2 separate regions of the Rattus norvegicus genome follow, and region 1 is linked to region 2. Evidence: chromatin contacts called from public Hi-C data. All regions are on one chromosome and are shown on one strand. The core of a region is the stretch at or near the end of the contact, and the rest is flanking DNA. Distances in the headings are between cores, read along the strand shown. Region 1 has its middle 52 kb from the start of Baz1a. Region 2 holds the start of Baz1a (bromodomain adjacent to zinc finger domain, 1A).

Region 1 (4,933 bases), core at 1,411-3,910, 52 kb after region 2:
TTTTTTCTTTTATTGGATATTTTCTTTATTTACATTTCAAATGTTAGCCCCTTTCCAGGTTTCCCCTCCAGCAAATCCCCCGTCCCATCCCCCCTCTCTCTGCTTCTAAATTTTTTTTTCAATTGTGCATCTATGTGTGCTTGTTGGGGGGCAGGGACTGGTATGCGTCCAGGTGTTAATGCCCACTGAGGTCAGAATTTTGGCCCTCCTGGAGCTGGAGTTACAGGCTGTTGTGAGCACGTGACATGGGTGCTAAGAACCAAACCGGTGCTCTGCACAGCCCTCGAGCCTGTAAACACTGACCCTATCCGTCTTTCCAGCGCTTAAAGCTTGAGCATTTTATCAAACTTTAAAATTCAGAACAAGGAAGAAAGCTTGTGTCAGTTTACCGATTGGTTAATTCGTTGATCAATTCTATTTTTCCTAGACGGGGTCTCATTCTGTTTAGGTTATTCTAGAACTCACCATGTAGCCCAGACTGGCCTCAGACTCCAGGATCCTCCTGCTTCGGTCTTCCAAGTGCTGAAATGACAGGCCTCATTGTTTCATTTGTTTAATGACATTTTTAAAAAATTTATAAACTTTATTACTTAAGAAACTTGCAAATGGGGGTTGGGGATTTAGCTCAGTAGTAGCTCAAGGTCCTGGGTTTGGTCTCCAGCTTGGGGGGGGGGGGAGAATCTTGCAAATGAAAACAAACAGAAAGCACCCGCCCTCCCCAAAGAATGTTTTTAAGTCAGCTAATGATGAGAATTACCAAGCCATTGTTTTCCAGCTTTCACATGATGGTGGCTGTGTGTTAAATAAACACGTATGATCAAATCTTCAGGCAATGATCATTTGTATATTCTTTTCCATCATAGTGGAGAAATAATTAGGGACTTAGACTTCTAAAAACAAGCAAACAAAAACGACAAAACTTCTTATTTCTAAATGAAAGAACCATGACCACATCTTATTTACAAACTCAGAAGCAATATTATGATACAGTTGTTTGCCAGCGTGGAAACCTTTCCTAGGTAGTAAAGACCTTGGTTGTATAAGGAGTGAGCCTTTCCACACACAGACACTCGCTTTTCTTTGGTTGGGTATGTGGGTGTTGGGGATAAAACTCATGGTTTAATATAGACCAGGCAAACGGTTTTCATAACTGGGAAAATGTTAGTTAGACATAAGTTAATATATGTCTAACAGATTGTATTAGTTATCTATTTTTTGTTTTACTTCTTTTATACTAAAAATAATGATGATGATGATGTGTGTGTGTCTTTGTGTGTCTGTGTGTGTGTGTATGTTTGTGTGTGTGTATGTATGAGAGAGGAGAGAGAGAGAGAGAGAGAGAGAGAGAGAGAGAGAGAGAGAGAGAGAGAGAGACTTTCAGGTGTCCTTGAATGGCAAGTCAGAGGGAACTTTCAGGAGTGTGCTCTCTCCCTCCACTGTGGGATCCAGTGTTTGGACCAGGCTTGTTCAGCGAGCACTTTCACCTGCTGATCCAGCACACCCACCTTCTTTATTTGGAAATGGCTTTTGGTGTAGCCCAGGATGGCCTTGAACTCATTATGTAGCTGAGGCTGGTCTTGAACTTCTAGTCCCTCCTGCCTCTACTTCCCGAGAGCTAGGATTAATTAATGCATGCACTATCATGACTGGATGTATTCACTGCTGATTTCTGTGTAAAATATTATCCCAAAATTTAAATAAAACTGGAGCTGGCAGATGGCTTAGTGGCTGTAAGAGCGCTTGCTGCTCTTTCCCAGAGGACTGGAGTTGAGTCCCTGCACCCATATCATGTAGCTTAAAACCACCTGTAACTGTAGCTCCAGGGGAGCCTACACTGTCCCTGGTCTCCACAGGCACCCACACACATGTAGCATACAGATGTACATTAAAAAATAAATCTTAAAAAAATTAAGTGGGGGTTGGGGATTTAGCTCAGTGGTAGAGCGCTTGCCTAGCAGGCGCAAGGCCCTGGGTTCGGTTCCCAGCTCCGAAAAAAAGAAAAGAAAAAAAAATTAAGTAAAACTAATCATGGTGGCACATGTGTGAAATTCTAACACTCAAAGGATGGCTCAAAAGAATAAAAAGGCAAGAAACCATTGTTGTCTTCCATTGTCTCCGACACTGCTTTTAGATTTGAGTTCCTCACAGGCTATATACAAGGGTAGGCAGTTTATGAGGTGTGTATTGGCAAGGATTATTTTCTTCTAGAATGTCATAGGGGTGGCCTCATGTCTTTAAGTCACACATAGCCGAGGTTATCCTCGAGTTAACTATGTAGTCAAGGCTAGCTCTTTCTGATCCTCCTGCCCCTCCCTGCCTCATGAGTCCTGGAGTTGCAGGTGTGCACCACTCACCCGACTCACTACTGACTCTCTGCCTTATGAACCTACCCAGCGGTTGGGTGGGACACTCAACTGAGCGAGTGCAAGAGCAGAGGAGAATGATACTGGACTGAGGGTCACATCTTTGTTATTCTAATCTCAGGCAGGACATTCTATAATGTTGCCATATTTTACACATTAAAAACAAGCGGAGGAGGAAATTACACAAGATGTAAAAACTGCAACTGGGTCACTGGGAGCCATGCTGAATCAGCCTGTTGTAGGAACACTGAAGGAAATCACCAAGAAAGAATGCCAGCTCAACAGGCGGCGACGCGCAGGAATATCTTTCGTGTGCAGAGATGGTGTTATTGATAATGATGCCCTATGACTCTGTGGTCAGGAATGGAAACACTGCCGAGAGCAGTAAGAACACTTTCCACAAAAACAAAGGCGGCTTTGTGATTTAAAGTCGTTGTTCACTATATTGTGGTTCCTGGCTGTTTTTCGATTGAACAAACAGGCTTTCCCCTCCCCCACCAAACCAGCAAAGTGGTGCTGAGATTTATAATCCAAAAGCAACTCTGGGCCAGGCATGGTGATACACACTTGTAATTGCAGCATTAGGGAGGAGGAGTCCCAATGTGAGGCTTCTTGGACTCCACAGTATGACCCATCCATCCCAAAGACCAAATAAGAAAAGTATGCCCCTACCCACCCCAAATTTTGGGGTACCTCAGTCATCAGCAAAATTTATTGAGCACTTACTTGTATTTTATTAGAGGCAAACAAGACAGCATTTATTCTCAATTAGTTGGACAATATTTGTAACCACAGAAACAGAAGCCTTGAAAGCTATTTTTTTGTTCTTCAAACATTTATTTTCATTTTATGAGTATGGGTGTTTTGCCTGCATATATGTCAATGTACTCTATTTGTGCCTGGTACTGGTGGAGGCCAGATGTGAGCATTGGGTTCTTGGAACTGCAGTTACAGAGAGCTGGGAGCAGGTATATGGGTGATGAGAATTGGTCTGGGGTCCTCTGGAAGAACAGCCAGTGCTCTTAACCATCGAGTAAGCTCCCCAGCCCTTATTGTATCATTCTCTATGTCCTAAATTCAAAAGGAGAACCAAAGTTTTAAAAATTCAGTGGGTCGGAGTAGCACACACCCATAAGCTCAGGAATGAAAGTCATCTCCCTCCCAGCTTCCCTGGGAAGCCTGCATCTCTACCTTATGCGTTCTCTCATTCATTATTCTCAGTAAAACGTTTAGTGCCTACTATGTGCGGCCCCTGTAAAGTGTACGTTATATGCCCTTTTCTCCCCTTTGTAATTCTGAGACAGGATATCACTAAGTAGTCTTAATTGGCCTGGGTTTGACTCTGTAGACCAAGCTGACCTCAGACTCACAGAGGTCCATCTGCCCGTACCTCCTGAGTACAGGATTAAACTGTGCACCACTATGACTCTTTTTTGTGGCTTTTGCGTTTGATTTATTTGTTTATTTTTGTACAGTGTGCTTGTATTACTTTCATTAAAAAAAAAAAAAACCCGATCTGCGCGGCGGGGGTGGTGGTGGTTAGAGAGATGGCTCAGTGGTTAAGAGCACTGACTGCTCTTCCAGAGGTCCTGAGTTCAATTCCCAGCAACCGCATGGTGGCTCACAACCATCTTAAATGGGATCTGACACCCTCTTCTGGTGTGTCTGAAGACAGCGACAGTGTGCTCACATACATCAAATAAAATAAATAAATATTTAAAACAACAACAACAACAACAGCAACAAAGGATTGCAGTCAGTGCTCTTAACCACTGAGCCATCTCTCCAGCCATGTAAATAAATCTTTAAAAAAGAGAAATATTCAAAAGTTGCCATCGAACATTGCTGGATGGTAGGGTTATATACTTTGAATTTGTGTGCTTATCATTTTGTGATTAAATGTTTTTTACGTAAGGTTAAATAAAGACAGATATTAAGTTCATGTCCAGGAGAGTCTTTGCTGAAAGAGGAAGAAATTATCTGCTTCCTTATAGAGCTGTCTAGTCCATTGCATGTTTTAGTATATGTGGGTAGTTTAATTATTCATTTCTAACTAAAACAAGTGTAGAGGTTACTTGGTGTGTGTCTATGTGTCTGTGTGTGTGTGGCGCATGTAATATGCATGCATGAGATCCTGTGGAAGACAGAGGACAGCTTTCAGGAGTTGATGTTCTGTGTTTACCATGAGTCTGGAGATCCACCCTAGTTTGTCAACTTTGAAACCCTGGTCCTCCACCTTTCCGTCCTGAGTGCTGGGATTACAGGCACGCGCTACCATTCTAGTTTATATGATGTAGTAGATAAAGCCCCGGGCTTCTTGATTGCTAGACAAGCACTCTACCACGTGGGTTATATCTCAGACCCTAAGACAAAATTTTATGTTGAAAACACTTAGTTCAGTTGGTCAGTGGTGGTGCATACCTTTAATTCCAGCATTTGAGAGGCAGAAGCAAGAGGATCTCTGTGAGTTCAAGGCCAGCCTGGTCTAAACAGTGAGTCCCAGGACATCCAGAGCTATGCAGAGAAAGCCTGTCTCTATAAACCAAAAAGAAGAAGAAGTTTAAATTGGT
Region 2 (4,730 bases), core at 1,121-3,620:
CCCTAAATGCAGTTTTGGAAAGATAACTTTTTACCAATTAAAGGAATGGGAAGATAATTCAAAATAAATTAATGCAGCTAAATAAATGACAGTCTCGTATTTTATTACCAATCCAAAAATCATAAGAATTAAATATCTAAGAACATGATGCAATTTTGCTTAAGGCAAATGATCAAGTATGTTACCAAATTAATCATCTCTCTTAAACTTCCAAAACCTCAAATACTGGAGGGGAGGGGTACAGAGGGTTTTTTTTGTTTTGTTTTGTTTTGTTTTAAGCTATCTTTAAATGTTTTAATATCCTAAGACTACAAAACATACAATTCCTCACTTTTCATGTTGGAATGTGAAAAATATTTCAGCATTTCAGACTTCTCCATGATTAGAATAATTCATCCCAGGAACCAAAGGACACCAAAGGGTTTTTAATTCACAGGGGATAAAAGTCAAGTCTACCTTGCCCTCTACAGTGATAGCAGTCTCCTTTTGAAGTTTGGATTGGAAGGCATTGTTTGTGTTGAACCTGGGGTCTTCACTTTGTAATCCAGACTGGCCTAAAACTCATTCTGTGCCCCCCCCCCAGGCTGGCCTTGAACTTTCAGCCTCTTGAGTACCATGCCAGGAGAGACTTTTCAAAAGATTGCCTACGTAAAACCAAGGAAGAGTTTTGGGTGTAAGCCTGTTAACTATGTTCTTGGTACTCTTAAATTAAAAAACTATCAGAAATGTTCCTAAAGATTTTAGCTTAAACATTAGATGAAGACATTATCCTTGCACAGTCACTCAACTCAAATCCACCTAAGAAGTTACAAGAGTGCAGTCAAGGTAATAAAACAAGTCTGTACAGGAGTCCAGTGAGATGTGTACTCCTACTTAAAGGTACTGTTTGATGAAAAGTACTATCTACTTCTCTAGGTATATAACATGTTTACCTGTAACCCCTTCTAGGGAGCTGAAGATGGGGTGGAGGTGAGGGTGGGGATTACTTGCAACTCACTACTCTTTTCTCTCAGGTGGCTGTAGAGAGTGCCTAAAGACCTCCCTGGATCAGGCCTTTCTCCCAGGCCCCCACACTCAAGAAATCCTCCTACACACAACCTATTTGGTTGCTATTAACATACTGTTTCTAAGCCACAAAGAGTCTGCGTGGAGGATAAAGAACGAAAAGGGGGGGGGGGGGTGTCCAGGCTGTTCCTGTGACGGATCAACTCGGGTTCTCACTTAAGAGTCCCTATTTAAACATGGGTCGCTGCTTCGTGTCACTGAGCCACGGAAACTCTTAGATACACCGAGCAATGACCTAAAAACTTGGGAGTTGAAGCTACATGTGCAGCAGCTTCGGGTTCTTATCAAAACAAAAGCAGTGGCACATGTCAGGCGGCCCACATGCGCCAGAGGAGGGAGTGGGGGGGGGGGGGCAAGCTGAAGCTGGAGTTGAACTTGTCTAACGCCCCCCCCCCCAACTCCCACTGCCGAGCTCTAGGTTACTCGAAAGGAAAACCAGGGGCGTCAGCTGTCTCCCACTCCTTTCCCCACGCTCGGCCCGACTTCTTCCTCGCCGGTCTCCCGGGGGCGGAGACGCCGAGTTCCCCAGGGACGGGAGTTAGTCACCAAGAAGAGGCGGTGACAGAGCGCGGCTCTCGTCGCACACTCCCAGGCCTAGGCGGCGCGGGACGCGAGGCCGCCGCTCGCGACACCAGTACCCCAACGCCCCCGGCCCCGTCCTCTTGGCCAGCGAAGTAACCCCTCGCCCCTCTGCCGGGCCAGCATCTACTCCTGCCCCTGTCCCCACCTCAGCCCTGGCAGCCACCTACCACCGCCACCGCCACCACCACCAACCCTAAACGTCAGAAGCCACGCACGGCCGCGAAAACCCAGTCCGGGGCCGGCCGTTTCCTGCCCTCGGGGTCAGAGATTCCCTCTCGGGGCTGCGGGACCGCGGCGGCGCGCGGCTGACCCGGCGGGGATCCCGGAACCGGCGGCCGAGCGCGTGCGGCCGCGGCGGGGAGGGGCGAGGCGGGGAGTTTCCGCCCGCCGGCGAGCGCGGTGGCTCTGAGCGGTCGCCGGCCTCCGCGGGCCCCGCCGCCCGCTGCCCGCCGCCCCACGCGGTCACGGAGCGCGGGGGAGGGGCGGCCCGGCCACCCGTCACGAGCCCCGGAGAGAAAGAGGAGACAGACAGACAAAAGGGCGCGGGGGCGGCCGTCCCCGCTGCCCCGGCGCCGGCCTTACTCGTAGTGGCGGAAGATCTCGTTGGTGACTTTACAGTAGAAAACTTCCTCGTCCGGCCGCAGGTCCCCCGGCGGCTTCTGCCTCACGAACGGCTTTCGGTGAAGCAGCGGCATCTCTCGGCTGCGCACGTCCACCCGCGTCCCTAGCAAATTGGAGGGAAAGGAAAGCCGGTAAGGTCGGAGAGCTCCGGGGCGGCTCGGCTGCCTTTTGTGTGACAGACGAGTCCGGTCCTCCTCCCCGCCGGGGTGCGGAGTCTGTCGGGCGGCCGCGGCCCCAGCGCGCCCCGCGGGCGCCTCACAATGGGGCGGACGCCCCGCGGCGGGCGTGCGGCGGCTCCCTCCCCCAAGCGCCGCTCCGGGCCGCCGCCGCCGCCGCACCGCCGGTCCGGGGACTCGCAATGTGCTCGGAGTTAGGCGCTCTGGAGCTAGGCGGCCACGGACCCCGGGTGCCGCCGCGCTTTGTTCCCGGTTCCCCCGGACGCCGGCTGGAGAGCCCCTCACCTGCGAGCACTTGCCCGCCGCCGCACCTTCCCACGAGGAACGCCGCGAGGGCCCGGCCCGCCCCGCCCCGGAGTCTCTCCCAGCCGCCGCCGCTCGCGTTGCCACTGCCCGGCTCTGCGCGGGGATCGCGTCCCGCCGGCACTTCCCCGCCTCTCCGCGCTCCCGGGAAGTTTCTGAGCTACTTTCGGCTCTGAAGGAGGAAGAGCTGTGGGGAGGAGCTTTTCGCTTCTCGCTTCTACCTTTTTATTGGCTACTGGATGACTTTTACAGCCTGTCACTGATACAGGAAGAGAGGGCGAAGAGCCTGGGAGAGCTACATTATTAATTAATGGAGCAACCCCTCGTGAAGAATCAGAAGCATCCTCCATGTTTGAGATTATCGGCCAGAAGATCTAGGGAAAGCGCTAGTGTTCCTTAAACACTTGGCTGACAAAGTAAAGCCTTCATCTTTTCCAATGGGCCACCAGCGCTCAGCTTTTGAACTGCAAAGGGGACTCCGGTTCCGATTTAAATTGCGTTTTGAAGAAGGGAAGAATAAGAAACGAAGTTGCTAAAACTCTCAAAGTATTTTGCATGCGTAAACATCCATCTTGAAAGAAAGTACCTTTCTTGACACCAGTCTGTCTTAATACTTACAATTCAAAGAGTTTGATAGCTCAGGAAAAGGCAAAAGTTTGAAATGTCATCACATTTATATGATTCCCCCACATATTTAAAACTAAACACAGAATTTAAAAAGTGTAAGTAACTTATAATCTATAAGTAACTTTAAGGTCAGTGTTTAGTTCAATTAGAATCTTAATGATGTTGAATTTACCACTGAAATGTCTCATAAAACAATTTTCCCATATAGGTAACTTTCATAAATTAAAACAATTTTAATTCTTATAAGACTTGGGACTTTTGAATTGAAAATTATATTTTAAATTAGAAATCATAGGGGTTGGGGATTTAGCTCAGTGGTTGAGCGCTTGCCTAGCAAGCGCAAGGCCCTGGGTTCGGTCCCCAGCTCCGAAAAAAAGAACCAAAAAAAAAAAGAAATCATTCAGAATGTTCACTAGTTTTTAATCCCTTTTGCCGTCACTCTATTTGCTTACTTGCAAATTAACATGTAAGAATGAGTCCAAAAGTATTCCTGAAGAATAGTCATCCAATAAAATGTTACTTTTTTTTCTAATTACTACTACTATGAAATGATTTTAAAAACTGGGATGTCCTATAGCTATTTGTACTTGGGGGGAAATGTTTAAAGTCTTTTTACCAGTTATAAACTTTTAGCAGATTATAAAACTAGCAAAACAAAATTTGGCAAAAGTCTATTCTATGGCACTTAAAAACCACTAGTAGTATTATGCATACACCTTTCTATATGAGCATAGTCACAGAAGCTTAGAAGTCTCCCAGTGGCAAGTATATACTTAAGCCTGTATACTTTTCAGAAAGTACACACAAAGATTTGGTGTTTTAAATTGACCTCCGAGTAATGTACAGAATAGTAAGTGAGAATTCTCTAAGGAGTCATTATTAATAGAGCCTACAACATAGTCGCTTAAAAGAGGAGAAAGAAGAAATTTTAATTTACAAGGTGTGTGGTAGTGTGTGGTGTGTGTGTGTGTAAGCATGCTAAGCCCCTAGCCTGACGTCTATATTAGCATGGTATACATAAAATCCAAAAGCCAAAATAATTGGTAAGCTAGAATGGATCAAACTCTCTGAATAATTCTAATTTACAACTTAACTGTTTGCTACATTTTAAAAATTGTTAAAATTATCAAAAAAAATAGTTAAGGTAGGCAGGCAAATGGTTCTGTGGTTAAGACACTTGTCACCACACCTGATTACCTAGGTTCCATTTCCAGATCCACATTTATGGATCTCCCATAAATTTTCCTTTGACCTCTTTTGTGTTCCCCACCCCAATAAGTAAATATCATTTTAAATTTAAAAAGCAAGTATATTTTTATTATAAATACAAATATTGACTATTTAAATTATTTTACT

Evidence for each region. Hi-C and Micro-C count contacts between places; a contact is called where the count stands out from the background.
Region 1: a Hi-C map of the A7r5 cell line shows a contact between it and region 2, with 2.1 times the contacts expected there. The contact joins the enhancer-like site here to the promoter of Baz1a in region 2. A contact is called at or near these places in 4 of 12 Hi-C or Micro-C datasets (the A7r5 cell line, the Rat2 cell line, Schwann cells and 1 more).

The regions. Positions count from the first base shown.
Region 1 is chr6:78,267,496-78,272,428 of GRCr8, forward strand. No RefSeq gene overlaps it. Among named protein-coding and RNA genes, the nearest start is that of Baz1a, 52 kb to the left of the region's middle. Within about 2 kb of position 2,661, at least 1 of the 93 cell types and tissues checked has an H3K27ac peak or open chromatin away from gene starts, as enhancers often do. A contact at or near this core is called in the A7r5 cell line, where this site is marked.
Region 2 is chr6:78,215,418-78,220,147 of GRCr8, forward strand. Baz1a (bromodomain adjacent to zinc finger domain, 1A) reads right to left here and starts at 2,371. Exons shown (of 26, transcript NM_001170568.2): 1 at 2,230-2,371. The coding sequence starts at 2,342.